Regions from separate parts of the Mus musculus genome. Here all the other regions are linked to region 2. Evidence: chromatin contacts called from public Hi-C, Micro-C and promoter capture Hi-C data. All regions are on one chromosome and are shown on one strand. Each heading gives the region's core, a stretch centred on a gene start, on an enhancer-like site or on the middle of the called end of the contact. The rest is flanking DNA. Distances are from core to core; before and after follow the strand shown. Region 1 holds the start of Dnajc27 (DnaJ heat shock protein family (Hsp40) member C27). Region 2 holds the start of Dnmt3a (DNA methyltransferase 3A). Region 3 holds the start of Asxl2 (additional sex combs like 2, transcriptional regulator). Region 4 holds the start of Cenpo (centromere protein O). Region 5 holds the start of Adcy3 (adenylate cyclase 3).

Region 1 (2,700 bases), core at 170-2,669, 280 kb before region 2:
TCCTTGGTCGGGGGTCCGGGGACCCAGCAGTCTGTGCTTGCCTACCACTGGGATTAGCAGTTTTCTGCAGGACTCCTGGGAACAGAACTGCTATTCACACTCACACTGCACCAACTCACAATATTCCCAACTCTCCTGCCTTTGTAAAACAGAGCTGGAAAATAGTCAATAGTCAATAAATGTTAATCTTCAGCAACTGTTTTGTTAACACATACATGAAGGTCCATATGTAGAACGGGAGCACGCTAAATTGTATAACAGCAATAAACACTTCCTGAGCATCTTCTAGCACAGAGCACTGGCTTACATAGTAGTATGCAAACGCTCCCATTAGAGGTCTTCTGCGTTTGGTTTAGTGAAGACTCCACTTCGGATGCCTTCCCTGTCTGTCGACCTTGGGAATTCTTAACCAACAGTTTCCCAACGTTAAGGGAAGAAAACGAGTAACTGGCATCTAAATTCATTTAGGAAAGGCCTCCCTTCCCAGATGAGAGGAAGTTTAGTAGCTAATAAGCAGCAAATGATACAGAAATGATACACTCAGAAAGATGGTATTTTTTTAAAAAAAAAGACTCCTCCGAGAAAAATGGACGTGACAATACAAAAAATTAAAAACACAAGATCTAGGGCTGTCAGTGCATGTCCCCTGAAACACACTAGGTTGTTGTGCTCTGGTGGTGGGAACATAGACTCCAGGCTGTTCAGGGCTACATTTTTTAGAATCTAACACCTCCCTGGCATCTCTTTAAACAGCAAGGCTGGCAACCACTCTCCCCAACCCGCAGGACCTCGTCCCCTCTCAGGGGAAAAACAGATTTGGTATGTAAACTGATCATTCGACATCGGAATCTAATTACTACCTTCAAATTACAATCAAAGATCAGAGGCCACCCTGACACCTTTTAGGGACAGTGACGTCAGTAAAGAGCCAGCAGCCCAAAGGTCAAAAAGGTCAAGATAGTTTTCCTCTGGAGGCCGCAAGCCCCAGTGAGCTCAGGATGCTAAACTAAGCAGAGAGGAGGCGGAGCTTCAAGCTTTTGAGTGGCGGCTCTCCTAGCCAATGGGAATGTCGCTCTCACAGCACGCGGAGGTCCTGCCCTCGCAGCACGCGGTACTCACTTTCCCCACTTCGGCGTTGCCCATGGAGATGACTTTGATGCGGAGGGACTTGGCGGGCTCCTTCCTCTTCGGCACGTTGGTCTCCATCGCCCTCGCTCTGCCGGGGCCGCGGGTTGTGGTGTCCTTACGCACCCAGCCAGCCTGGAGTCCCTCAGGCCTCCTCGCCCAATGACGGAGCCGCTGTGCTCGTCACCACCCTGGCTCCGCGGCTCGCCATCCCCACCGCTGCCTGGCCGCGGACGGACGAGGGCGGTTGGGAAGCGGCGAGCCGCGGAGGGCGAGCGGAGTCTCGCGATGACTGCGCGCCGTGACGTCATTGCGGGGCCCGGGAGGACTGGGTCTTGGGGTCCTGTTGGGCCAGTGCGGCCCGGTTGCAGGCGATTGGGGTTTCTTTGCCTGGCATCAAGATTGGTCTGTACATGGTGGCAGAAATAGAGCGGCTGTCACGGGGAGTTTTTGACATTTAGTGTAAGGCCCAGTCATGCCAAAGGCTTTTTTTTTCCTGGAATCTTCACCGATGGGTGCCTCTGCTGCCATCCTCCTCTCCGTCAGTACAGTGACTGCAGACTACAGTTTCTGCAGAGGACTGAGCCCAGGATCACAGTGGATTCTGCGGATGTCCCAGTCACCTAAAGATGGTATCCGAGCAAACGCACGCTTTAATTCTGGCACTCAGGAGGCAGAGGCAGGCGGATCTCTATGAGTTCAAGGCCAGGTGGAGCTATATTGTGCAATCCTGTTTCAAAATAAATATATAAAAACCTTTATGTATAAATTGTACATGTGTAGAAAGCTTTATGTAACTTATGCACATCCTCAGCCTACTTGTGTCATCTCACATTATCTGCCCCACTGTCTTAGGGTTACTGTTGCTGTGAAGAAACACCATAACCAAGGCAACTTGGGGAGAAAAGGGTTTAACTTGGCTTACACATCAAAAAAAATTTGGACAGGAGAGATAGGAAAGGAAGCTGGGGGCAGGAGCTGATGCAGAGGCTGTGGAGGAGTGCTGCCTAGTGGCTTGCTCCTCATGGCTCCGTTCAGCCTGCTTTCTTACAGAAGTGAGTTTCTTGGCTTCTACCCAAAACCCAAGAAAGCCAGCATAACTACTCAATACAAAGTAAATGCTATTACAATGTAAATATCATTCTTATGTAAATAGTTGTTAGTCTATATTGTTGTCCTTTAGGGAATAATCACACACAAAAAAGTATCTGTTTAGTACATAATCACCCCTCCCCTGATTATTCTTAATGGACGGTTGCTTCAATCTGCAGACAGCCTGCAAAGGCTTCATCGAAGAAGGTAGCATCAGATGAGAATTGGGAGTCTGACCCTGGTTCTGGAAAAGGACCTTGAACAAGACTCTTTCCTGGTTGAAAACCAGAGTTGCCTTTTGGAGCAGAGGCAGTGTGTGTGTGTGTGTGTGTGTGTGTGTTAATTTTCCCTCTCTGGCATCAGTCTAATGGCCCCCATCCTCAGGAGGAAGACTGGCTGGATAGTTCTTAAGGTTTGTCCAGCTCTGTGATGGTGTGGGATTCTCACAGCTGCCAACATCCAGGCTTAACCCAGAATCTTGTT
Region 2 (2,700 bases), core at 22-2,521:
ACACGGACCGCGGCCGGAGCCGCTCGGAGGCTCGGGTGTCTCCTGAGGTGAGGGCAACATGGGGACTGAGACCCCCGATCCGCAGCCTCGGCGAGGCCTCGTCCTTCACTGTGCAGATGCGAAGCTTTCAAGGACACGTCTACACCGGCCCGGCGGGGGTGCGTGTGAGTGTATGCAAGGGGAGTCTGCCTCAGGGGGCGACCCCGGCATCCCCACCGGAGACATTTCCAGCCTTGCTGCTCCCGCCCCCGCACCTTCTAGTCCCCCGCGGCCCGGCCCGGGGATCCTCGCCCACTCCCGCCCCGCCCCCATACTGCGGCGCCGCCGCCGCCACCACCACCCCGCTCCCACGGCCCGCAGCGGGGGCAGGGAGGAGCCGGGCGCGACGCCCCCCCCTCCACGCCGTTCCGCCTGGCCTCCGCGGGAGCGTGCGCCCCCGAGCGGGCACGCTCCCCACGCGCGCGCCCCTCCCAGGCCCGCCGGCGCCCCGCACCCCCAAGCCACAGGTGGCCGCGGGAAGATCGCGACGCCGCGCTCCCCGGCGCGGGCCCCGGCCGCCCCTGGGCCCTGCCGGGGGCCTCCAGGGTCCCCCCCGCCGCGCGGAGCCTGCAGGCCCGGGGGAGGGGCGGGGCGGGCGCGGGGCCCGGGTCGTGCCAGGCTGCCATTTTCTGCCGTGGCCACGGCGCTCCCCGGCCGCCCGCGCCCCCTCCCCCTCCTCTCCCCTCCCGCCGCCCGATTCCCGGTCCCGTCCGCACTCCGCAGCGCACGGCCGCAGGCCCCGACCGGGCCCCCGGGCGGGGGCAGAGCCCGGAAGGCGGAGGCGGCGGGGCCCTGCGGCAGCGCGCGTCGGGCGGCGCGCAGGCCGGCGGAGGCCCCCCGCGGCATTGTACGGACTTGAACTTGAGCCCGGGCCGGGCGGGGGCGCCGAGGGGCGTCCGCGGCGGAGGCGGCGCGCAGAAGAGGAGCGGCGGGCGAGCGGCGGGGACATAAACAAACCCTCGGCCCGGGCGGTCCGCGCTCTCAGCACCGCGCGCCGAGTTGCGGGGTCCGAGCCGCGCTCCCCACCGCCTTGCTGTGCCCTCCCGCCCGCCCGCCCTCTCAGCTCCCGGGCCGCAGGCCGTGCTGGTTACCGTGTGGCCCGGCGGGTCGGGCGGCCCGGCTCGCCCTGCTGCCGCGGCGCCGCGTCCCGGCTCGTCCTCTGCTCGCGCCGCCGCCCGCGCCGCCTCCCGGCCCGCCCGCTGCCTGCCGCGCTCCCTCCCTCCGTCGCTGTCGCGCTCCCTCTCTCCGCCTCCTCCGCCGGGTCCCCCCCGCCCGCCTCTTCTCTCCGCCTTCCTCCTTCCCTCCCTCCGGCCGCCCGCCGCCCAGGCCTCCGCCCGCCGCTCGCCCCCCGTGGCCGCGCTGGCTCTGGCCCCGGCGCTGCGGAGCCGCCCGGGAGGCAACCCCGGGGGCCCCGGGGCGCCGCGGCGGGAGCTATCCGAGCCGCGGACGGTCCTAGCGCCCCCGGCGGGAGGAGCGGGTTCGGGACCCCGCCGCGCCCCGACTGCGGCGCTCCGGGCCGGGCACCCTGCCGGAGCTGCGATCTCGGCCGCCCTGTGCCCCTCGGGTGGTCCCCCGGCCGCAACCTCCCCACCTTGCGGCGCCCCTCTACCTGGCGCGGCTTCTGCGCTGGGTCCCCGCATCCAGCACTGGTCGTAGGGACAGCTGCCCCTCCTCTCCCGGGCCGGTGTCAAGTGCCTGCCCCCCCCCGTCCCCCCCCCTCGCCGCCCGCGGAGCCCCCGGCGGCCTTCGCCCTGCAGTTCTCCCGACCTCCACCAGAGCCCACTGCGCTTTGCGCGCCTCAGCACTGGGGCTGGGGACAGCAGCGCCTGCTCAGCCGCGTCGCCACCCACAGCCAGGTGCCGCGGTGGCCAGACGGCTGCACAGGGCCAAGGTCGGAGCGCCTGGCGCCTCGAGGCCATCCTAGAGCATCGAGCACCGCCACGGAGTGGGCTCCCTAGAAGGCAGTAAGCTTTCCGTACCTTGAGGTGTCCAAAAAGAGTTGGATGCCCTCAGGTGGGCTCTGGAAAGATCTGAAGAGGTGGAAGGTTGAACTAAATGACATTGAAGGCCTGCCTCTTCCAGCTGCAAGATTCTCTGCAGACGGGCACTAGACCTGGCTCCCTCAGTGTGGGGGTGCTCTCAGGGCTCCGGGTCTGTAGTGCTCACCTCTCCAGCTACCATCACTGGAGCTTGGCACTGAATCCCCTGACTCCCAGCCTCCTTGTCAGGCTCCTCCCTCCTGTCACTGGACAGCACCATCCATCCAGCCCTTCAGTGCCCCAGTGTCCTGAGTTGCATCTCCCACACCCACGGCACACTTATTTGCAGACCCTCAATGCTGAAGCAGGTTCCCATAGAACACGCCCCACCTAGAACACTTCACCCCATTTGAGGATCAAAGGGACAGTTGCCTAATTCATTGAAATACAGAACCACCCTTTCCTATTTGCAGGGCACATTTACACTTCAGTCTTCCCTACCCCAAAGCAACTGTCCTGACCTTTCCTAATAGCACTCAATATCGCACCCCCACCCTCCACTACTGGTGTTCATTTCTGCCACCCATAGTCTTTCACCTGGCCAGTTCTTAGGACTCGTCATGCCCTGTGAGGACAAGGACACCGTTTGCCTTCAATACAGCTCAGCACCTGTACATGCTAC
Region 3 (2,700 bases), core at 114-2,613, 380 kb after region 2:
TACTAATGCTTGATGAAACTTCAATTTCTCCTTAAGGTTTCTTTTCTTCGTAAATACACGTTTTAAATTTTTCAAAACAATGTTTCTCACAAATACTCATTGCTAAATGACTTTTAAATTCCATATAACAAAATTGGAGTGAGGGGCACTAATCACAACTTCATTGGTCCGGTCCACTTTCACTTTAACTTAAAAAAGAAGAAAAGAAATGAAAAGAAAAGAAAAGAAAAGAAAAGAAAAGAAAAGAAAAGAAAAGAAAAGAAAAGAAAAGAAAAGAGGAGGGGAGGGGAGGAGAGAAAAGGAAAGGAAAGGAAAGGAAAGGAAAAAGGAAAGGAGAAAAAGAAAGCCAATAAACTACACGTCCCACCATGCATTGCAGCCTTACTCAGAGTAGGTCTCTACGGAAACAGAAAAAAAAATTCTGAGTCCCACCTGTTACTTCGTTTCTAAACACCTCCTGCACTTTCAGCTCTCACAGCAAACACAAAAGCCTCGTGACCTCACATTGGCTCCCGGAGCAAGATAAGCGGGGGCCCCGGTCTGGCAGCACCTCTGCCTCGACAGGAGAACGCCACCGAGCTCAAGCGCTCCCCTCTCCTTTCCGGGGCTGGAAGCACGCACAAACCGCCTCCTGTCTGCATCCAATCGGGGCTCTCCGAGGCGCACAAGGGAGAAGAACCGGTTACTGGGCAAGCACAACACACAGGGCCGAGACAAGGGGTAACAGTGTAGGGGCGACAGCGACATGACCCCGAAAGGCAACCTCACAACACCGAGGAGGTCCAGTCGTAGCCACCGCGAGAAGTCGCAGTCGCGCGACGGATTCCTCGCGCCGACGCCTCGGTCTCCTCACGGCTCTCCAACGCGCCCGTAACTGCCGCTCTCTGCGCGCGCTTTCCTGATCCTCAACCCGGTCGCGGGGCCAAGTGACCTCCCTTGCCTTGCGACGGGTGGCCGGCGAGAAAACGAACTCCTGCCAGCCTTTCTCTCTGCTCCCTCCTCCTTACCGTCTTGGCGGCCTCCGCCCAGGTCCTGCCCTTCTTCCTACGGCCCTTTTCCCTCATGTCGGTTCTGACTGACTGGGAGGCTTCCGTGCCCCGGCTCCGGCTGCGTTCCCTCGCCTGCTGCGCCCTGCACTGCTTTTCCCGCGGTGCCAGGAAAGGTGGGAGAAAGGGGAAGTCGGACCCGAGAAGCAACTCAGCGAGCAAGCGGCCGCGGAGGCGCGCAGTGGCGGGGGTAGGGGGCTCTACGGGGTGGCCGGTCCTGCTGCCGCTGCCACTGCTACCGCCGCTGCCATATTGGGTTCTTACTGTACAAGCAGCTTCTGTGGTCACGTGACCCCTGCCGCGCGGCCGTCACTACTGTACGCTGCAGGCCGCGCGAACGAGCGCGCACTTGCGCGCGCCCCCAGCCTCGGCGTCGGACCGGCAGGCTGCAGCAGTTAGCCACGCCCCTGCACTTCCGGTGTCTCCGCATCGAGCCCTTGCGCACGACGGAGGGCGGCCCATGGTCTGTGGGTCGGATGTCTGGCGGTCACACCCGCCGGGAAGATCTTCTGGCGGAAACAGAATCTGCTCCTTTCGGGAAAGGCTGATTGCGCGGTTACGTGCAGCGTGTGTTGAGGAGTGGCTCTGGAAACTTAAAGAGCCCGACGATCAAGTGATCTTGCCAACTACCGTTTTAATCAGCATGTTTTATTTTGTTGTGGTACAGGCTCAGGTAAGGCGGACCTTAAACTCCGAACTTCTGTCTCCCATTACTGGTAATTACAGGCATGCATCGTCTTGTCCTCAAGTTCATTTTTTACAAAGCTTATCTTTTTGAAGACGTACCGCGTGCAGTTCTTGTCTATTATTAATCTGATTAATAGATGAGACAGGTTAGATTGATTTACCAACTCTCTAGTATAGGATGTGAATATACCAAAAACTAAGTTGTTAGCTACCAAGCCTTGTCTCGCAAAGTAAATAGACCTTTTTTAGGCCAACAGAAACCACGTTTATGGCTCAGAGGATAAGTGCACTGACTATTCCGGAGGTTCTGAGTTTAATTCTCAGCAACCACATGGTGGCTCACAACCATGGGATCCGATGCCCTCTTCCGGTGTGTCAGCTACAGTGAAGACAGCTACAGTGTACTCATACATAAAATAAATATTTTTTAAAAAGGAGTTTAGAAATCGCATTGTGTTTTTACATGTGATTGGTATCATCAAAGAAGTATGTTTTATCTCCCTTGGCACAGAGCCTATATGTATCAGGAATCCGTTAAATATTTGTTGAATGGTTCAGCTATGTCTAGTCAAGAAACTATTCACTCTTCATAATGTCAGTAACACCCTCCTGAATATCCAGAACATTTTATCTCTGATTATCTGTTCTTGTAAACAACATAGAGGAGAATGCACAGCGGCTAGGGATGTGGCTCAATGCAAGCTCTCCGCCTCCCATGGGTACTGGGGATTGAGCCTGCAGGCTAGCATAAGCCTTCTACCACTCAGCTGTACTCCAGCCATTCTGTTGTTTTTACATAGGCAGCGTCCCCCTAAATTATCCAGACTGTTCTTGAATTCGTTCTGTAGCTTAGGCAAGTGTACACGGATTTCTATCTTCATGCACACCAGAAGAGGGCATCAGATCTCATTACAGATGGTTGTGAGTCACCATGTGGTTGCTGGGAATTGAACTCAGGACCTCTGGA
Region 4 (2,700 bases), core at 165-2,664, 430 kb before region 2:
CTTAAGAGTTAGTCCAGGAGCTGAGGAGATGCTCCGTGTCCAGAGGACCAGAGTTCAGTTCCTAGAACCCACAGTGGGATGTTCTCACTGCCTATAACTGCAGAAGAGCCTACATCCTACTCTGTCCTCCCATGTGCATACGTCCCACAGACACACACACCTACACGTCTGCACCCATGTGCATACGTCCCACAGACACACACACCTACACGTCTGCACCCATGTGCATATGTCCCACAGACACACACACCTACACAGAATTTAAGTAGATCTTTAAAAAAGGGTTAATCAAATGCGTATGTAAATCACCAAGATGGGAAAGGACCCCTCAGAAAGTTGAACACAGATGTAGGTTGGCACGTTGGTCCCTTTGGCCATTGTTCCTCCACTCTCACCCCTTTGCCAGTGTTTTCCTGGATAAAGATTTCTCTAGAGAAGCAGGTGCTATGTAAATGTCAGTTAGGAGACTTGAGACTCAGAGCTTCTGAAAAACATACTCCTTTTCCCCACTCACTGAGCATTTCTCCTTTTAAATAAACAGCCTCTATTTCTTACTAACAATATTAAGGCAGTGCTAATTTTAGGCCCAGCTTTTTTCTTTTTCTTTCTTTTTTTTTTTTTTTTTTTTTTTTTTTTTGAGACAGGGTTTCTCTGTATAGCCCTGGCTGTTCTGGAACTCACTTTGTAGCCCAGGCTGGCCTCGAACTCAGAAATCTGCCTGCCTCTGCCTCCCAAGTGCTGGGATTAAAGGCGTGCGCCACCTCGCCCGGCTAGGCCCAGTTTTAAAAGGCAGATTGGTGCACAGGCATAAGCGCCACGCTTTCCCCAGCTTCGTTCCCAGGGATCTAAGGGACACTGGAACAACCAATTTCTGGTGAACGCTGTGATAGCAGGGTCTGCGTCGGTTCTTCACAGTCATGCTCTGCCAAAGGGAAGGTTCACTGCGTAGCGCAGACCATTCCCAAACTCTTAGTGATCCCTCCTACAATCATGCCACACGTACTTCCGGAAGCTAAGGGTTGGGCCCAAGAGCAGATCTACTTCCGGCCTCGGCACCCCACCCCCGTTTAGGGTCCCTCCGGATACTCCCCACGCCTCACCTCGAGAACCACCTTGCGCATGCGCCCCAGCTCCCGGAGATAAGCTGCCGTGTGCGGATGGTCTCGATGAAGGTGCAAGGCTGCTGTGGCGGCGTGACAAGCCTGCGCTACCAGTGCGCCGGTGGGCCAGGAAAAGGGAGCCTGAGATAGATCCTTTCGTAATACTAAGTACTGTACAAGGATCTGTGGCTCCACCCCAGAGCATGCCATCTTCCTGATCATCAGACTGGCCGGACGTACCTTGCGGTGCATGCTGGGATTAGTGTGGAGCTGCTGGGCGCCACCATGTTCGTGTACGGCGGAAGCACAAAGCACTCTGGGATCAGTGGGTTACGTTGTTACTTCAGTTGCTCTCGGCGGGAATTCTTAAACTGCATCCTGAGTGAGGGAGCTTTGGCGAGAAAGCAAGACCCAGTGGTAGACAGATTAGCATTACTGTACAGCTTCTTTGGGTGTTCGAGGAAGCCCGGCTGGACCATAGTGGCCACGGCGGTGAGGTAGGCGTGGACAGGGCTGACCAGTCCAAGGTAAGGGACGCCAGCGGGGACACTTTGCTTATCCCGGGACTGTCAGGCAATAGTGGCAATAGATTGGTGATTGCGTGTCTTTTACTATTTACAGTTAAGGACGTTCGGGTCCATGTTAACCCTGCCTTGTACGTCCAGCATCGTAAGAAAAAACACTTGAGAACCCGAAGAGGAGATGGAGTCTGCAAATACTTTGTGTCCAGGCAGGAAGTGCAAAGGAGGTATTCAAAGGGGTTTGGCTTTCTCTGTACCACAGTGTTTCCAGACTTTATTGCAAAGGAAGGGACACTGTAAGGCAGTAACTTTGGCGATTAGATATGGATTTGATTCAGGGCTCTATCTTAGGAAATTTTGTGGCTTGGACACATTATAGTTCTGCCTCATTTTCTTTCTCCTTTAAACAAAACTTAATGTGAAAGCATCATGTGGGTTGAAATTGTTACTAAAAACTAAAAGTTTGATGACTTAATTGTTAAAAATATGTTGCAATCAAGTATAATCCATACCCTAGAACTAAATTACTATGTAATCCCAAATTTGCCAGTAACTTGCCCTTCTGTGTGTCAGCACACCTGGCTAAACAAGTGACGAGTGAAAGTTTGTGAATAATCATCAAACTTCGACAGGTCAATTATTCTCCAGTTCCCTTGTCATCTCCAATCCAAAAGATTGAAACATTTAGTTATGATTATGTTGGTTTTCTCTCTCTGCTTGGCAATTACCACTGCTTATCGTGTGAACTTGGAGAGGAACTAAATACAGCAGAGAGAAGGAACTGCTGTGCTCAGGCTCCAGAGGAAATAAAAGAAGTCAGGAGTCAGTAACGGGAAGAAAAGCAAGTGAAGGGCCAACATGCTGCCTACTGTGGCTCTCTCTTGATCTTATGCAAGTTGGTTTGTTTGTTTTTTAAAGGAGCTATACACTAGTAATTTGATGTCTAGCCTTGGCTGGATAGATGAATGAGCCAGGTCTGGGCTGTCCCAAGACAAATGAAGAAAGGATTTTTGTGAATGTATATTCTTGTGAACCCTGCAAAGTAAATATTGGATCTGCTTAAGGAAACTAGTTACATG
Region 5 (2,700 bases), core at 126-2,625, 330 kb before region 2:
TGAGCTCTAAGGAAGAAGCAGGGTATCTAATAACCACGCCTTCCCTCCTTAAGCTCTTCACATAACCTAACAGGCTTTCATCTCTGTTCCCTTGGATCTTGATAACAGCCACTTCTGCATCCAGGGCAGACAGGATCCCCATTTGACTGAGAGCACTGAACCCCCACAAGTCAAACACCATCTGGAGTTAAGCAGAGTTTGCCACAAGCCGTCTCTTGACCTGGGTCATAGACTGGCTGAGCAAGACTTCCTCCACACCAAGATCCAAGGTGCTGTCACCAACTCCAACCAGGCACAGTTGGCTGAGTGGCCCCGAGGCCCAGTGTTCTTTCTCTAGGAAAAACACCATATGACATCGGGGTGCACACTCCCAGGGGCTGAGAGGTAGTCCTCTGAACTGACAACTGGGACCCCAAGGCCGCTCAGGACGTGTTCAACTCCTGGCATTGAAAGCAATCCCACCTGAGTGACACTTGGCTGGAAGAGAAGGAATACAATAGACAGATAGGGAGGAGGGTGGGACTCACCTCCCTCAGCAGCTGCATCCCTTCCAGCTCATCCTGCTGCTGCTGGGCCACAGTGACCCCCAACACAAGCGTGTGCACAACACAGGAGACCACAGAGATGATCACGATGGGGCTGAGGCTGAGGGGCAGCGTTATGAAGAAGGAGAAGACAAAGAAAGCCTGCCAACCCACAGTGTCACTGGCTGCGTGGGCCCGTGAAAAGTTCAGGCCCAGGTAGGAGAAGATCTGGGCCGAGATGAGCAGCCACAGCAGGTAGGGTACCACTTTGCGGCTCACTCGGTCCGGGAGCAGCCCCTTTTTACAGAGCACGAAAAGGATGATGTCCAACACCAGACCGAAGCCTGCCACCATGAGGGGCGCCAGCTTGTCGCTGGAGAAGACCACCGCGCACATCACTACCACGTAGCAGTCAAAGAGGGCCGCAAAGACCACCAGCACCAGCAGGGTCTCATGGCGCTGCCTTTTGAAGTAGGTCTGGTAGAGGTTCTCCAAGGACTCAGGCACGAAGGTCAGCCGCATAAAGCGAGGCAGGCACAGGCAGGACCCCGAGTTCCGCACAGAAATTTCATGGGTCCGGCCGACCCCGCGGTCGGGGTCAGAGGGCAGGCTGACCGAGTATTCAGCTGAGTACTCTGCCGAGTACTCGGGATCCGAGAAGCCCTGGTTCCTCGGCATGTTGGCTGCTGGCTGTTTCTAATGAGGAAGGGAGACCTGCAGGTCAAGCCACTTCACCAGGGCTTCGTAAGACCCGGGGAAGGCGGGGAGGTTCCTCTTGGTTATGAATGAAGGGCGTCCAACTGGAGCTGGAATGCTTAGTGGGTTCCCAGGACACAGGTGGCACCGAACATCTGCAACTTAAAAGGACATGGCTAAGGACATGGCGCCTCTTTCCTTGACCCAACCTACCCCTCATACAGATCCATGCTACACAAGCCTCCAACACCACAGCCTCCCAAGCACGCCCACACACTCAGTCCAGTCCACACCAGACACCCGGTTTCCTGCGTCGGGCTTCTGGAGGGGCCTAGCCATCTCTCCATTCCTTGTATGCCCGGCTCTATCCCTGACTTCCTCACCTAAATTCCCTTCAGGCCCACTGGCTCCAAGCTGAAAAGAAAACGTGCCTGGAAGGAGCCGGAGCGGTCCTGGGGATTCCCTCATCTCCCTTCTGTTTACTTCCTTTCCCCCACCCACCCCTGGGAGAATCCAGCCCCTTCCCAACCTCGGGCTCTGCAGCCTCGTGGAAGTCCATCCAGCCCTGGGTCGTAGCTTGGCGCTGACCTGTGCGGGAACTCGGGAGCCGCGCGCTCCAAACCGGGGCTGCGGAGCCAAGCCAAGTGGGCTTCAGCGAGCCGCAGGCTGCTTCCCGCAGTGCCGCCGCGCCAGCTCGTCCACCCGGAGCCTGTGCGCGGGTCCCCTCGCGGTCAGGCCCCGGGTCAGGCTGGGAGAGGCGCGAGGCTGCGGCTCAGCATCGGTGGGCGCAGAGGACGGCGGCGGCGCGCGCTGCGGATGGCGGGCCCAGGCCGGGGCAGCTTGCCAGCATCCTCTCCCCGCACGCAGGGCGAGCCAGCCGAGTCCGTGCGCTGCGCTCTGCACACTGATTCACACGCGCCGCAGGCCCCAGGAGGCGGGCGGCCCCTCCCCGCCTTGTCGCCGCCTCCTGGGCGCCGGGTGGAGGGGCCCCCTCGCTGTCCCCGGTGTCTCCCTCTTGCCAGCGCCCGGCGACGACTGCGTGGAAACGCCGAATTGGTGGCAGATAGAAAGGAACGAGGCGAATCTGCGCCTTGCCCCCAAACAGGCCGTGTTACGGAAGATCAAAGCCCGGGACGTATCTTCCCTGAAGGTGAGGCGTGCTGGGGCACCCCGGCCGCCCTTCTTCTACCCTGGCTTCCTTCCGGGGACAGGAGAGGCCTCGGGCTGAGGTTTGGGGGCAGCTCCCTGAGTGGGCGCGCCCCATCTCAGTGTCTCCGCCCACCCTGGCAGCCCAGACGTCAAGCGTGGGGCTTGATCTCTCTTCGAGGGAATAAGCAGCCGAAACTGGTGACAAAAGAGGACTGAAGTAGCTTGATTGGTGCCTGGCACGTGGACCTGAAAGAGGCCTTGCTTCACGAAGATCTCCAGTGCACATCCAACCAATTGGGATGTATTTGAGTTCTTCCTTAAAGAAGCAAAT

The links. Promoter capture Hi-C pulls out the DNA fragments that hold promoters and counts their contacts. A called contact is a pair of places that touch in the nucleus more often than the background predicts.
Region 1: a promoter capture Hi-C map of liver shows a contact between it and region 2, with 3 times the contacts expected there. The contact joins the promoter of Dnajc27 here to the promoter of Dnmt3a in region 2. A contact is called at or near these places in 20 of 39 promoter capture datasets (the 3T3-L1 cell line, 3T3-L1-derived adipocytes, the C10 cell line and 13 more), 1 of 15 datasets of contacts at CTCF or cohesin (pro-B cells), 22 of 484 Hi-C or Micro-C datasets (CD4 T cells, CD8 T cells, the HL-1 cell line and 15 more), 16 of 115 datasets of contacts at active chromatin or transcription factors (embryonic hindbrain, embryonic limb bud, embryonic stem cells and 5 more) and 3 of 9 other capture datasets (adipose tissue, embryonic stem cells and liver).
Region 3: a Micro-C map of embryonic stem cells shows a contact between it and region 2, with 2.1 times the contacts expected there. The contact joins the promoter of Asxl2 here to the promoter of Dnmt3a in region 2. A contact is called at or near these places in 1 of 39 promoter capture datasets (hippocampal neurons), 1 of 484 Hi-C or Micro-C datasets (embryonic stem cells), 1 of 115 datasets of contacts at active chromatin or transcription factors (pancreatic cancer cells) and 1 of 9 other capture datasets (liver).
Region 4: a contact with region 2 is called in a promoter capture Hi-C map of pre-B cells. The contact joins the promoter of Cenpo here to the promoter of Dnmt3a in region 2. A contact is called at or near these places in 7 of 39 promoter capture datasets (the C10 cell line, cranial neural crest, frontonasal cranial neural crest and 3 more), 3 of 115 datasets of contacts at active chromatin or transcription factors (embryonic stem cells and microglia) and 2 of 9 other capture datasets (liver and pancreatic islet).
Region 5: a Hi-C map of CD8 T cells shows a contact between it and region 2, with 4 times the contacts expected there. The contact joins the promoter of Adcy3 here to the promoter of Dnmt3a in region 2. A contact is called at or near these places in 2 of 484 Hi-C or Micro-C datasets (CD4 T cells and CD8 T cells) and 1 of 115 datasets of contacts at active chromatin or transcription factors (embryonic stem cells).

Annotation. Positions count from the first base shown.
Region 1 is chr12:4,081,293-4,083,992 of GRCm38.p6, reverse strand. Dnajc27 (DnaJ heat shock protein family (Hsp40) member C27) reads right to left here and starts at 1,419. Exons shown (of 7, transcript NM_153082.4): 1 at 1,120-1,419. The coding sequence starts at 1,206.
Region 2 is chr12:3,805,551-3,808,250 of GRCm38.p6, reverse strand. It overlaps Dnmt3a (DNA methyltransferase 3A), which reads right to left and starts at 1,271. Exons shown (of 23, transcript NM_007872.4): 1 at 1,131-1,271.
Region 3 is chr12:3,425,520-3,428,219 of GRCm38.p6, reverse strand. It overlaps Asxl2 (additional sex combs like 2, transcriptional regulator), which reads right to left and starts at 1,363. Exons shown (of 13, transcript NM_001270988.1): 1 at 1,008-1,363. The coding sequence starts at 1,064. 1110002L01Rik (RIKEN cDNA 1110002L01 gene) reads left to right here and starts at 1,473. Exons shown (of 3, transcript NR_030694.1): 1 at 1,473-1,719.
Region 4 is chr12:4,232,679-4,235,378 of GRCm38.p6, reverse strand. It overlaps Cenpo (centromere protein O), which reads left to right and starts at 1,414. Exons shown (of 7, transcript NM_134046.6): 1 at 1,414-1,627; 2 at 1,722-1,848. The coding sequence starts at 1,803. Ptrhd1 (peptidyl-tRNA hydrolase domain containing 1) reads right to left here and starts at 1,366. Exons shown (of 2, transcript NM_001204912.2): 1 at 1,101-1,366. The coding sequence starts at 1,352.
Region 5 is chr12:4,132,828-4,135,527 of GRCm38.p6, reverse strand. Adcy3 (adenylate cyclase 3) reads right to left here and starts at 1,375. Exons shown (of 21, transcript NM_138305.3): 1 at 528-1,375. The coding sequence starts at 1,202.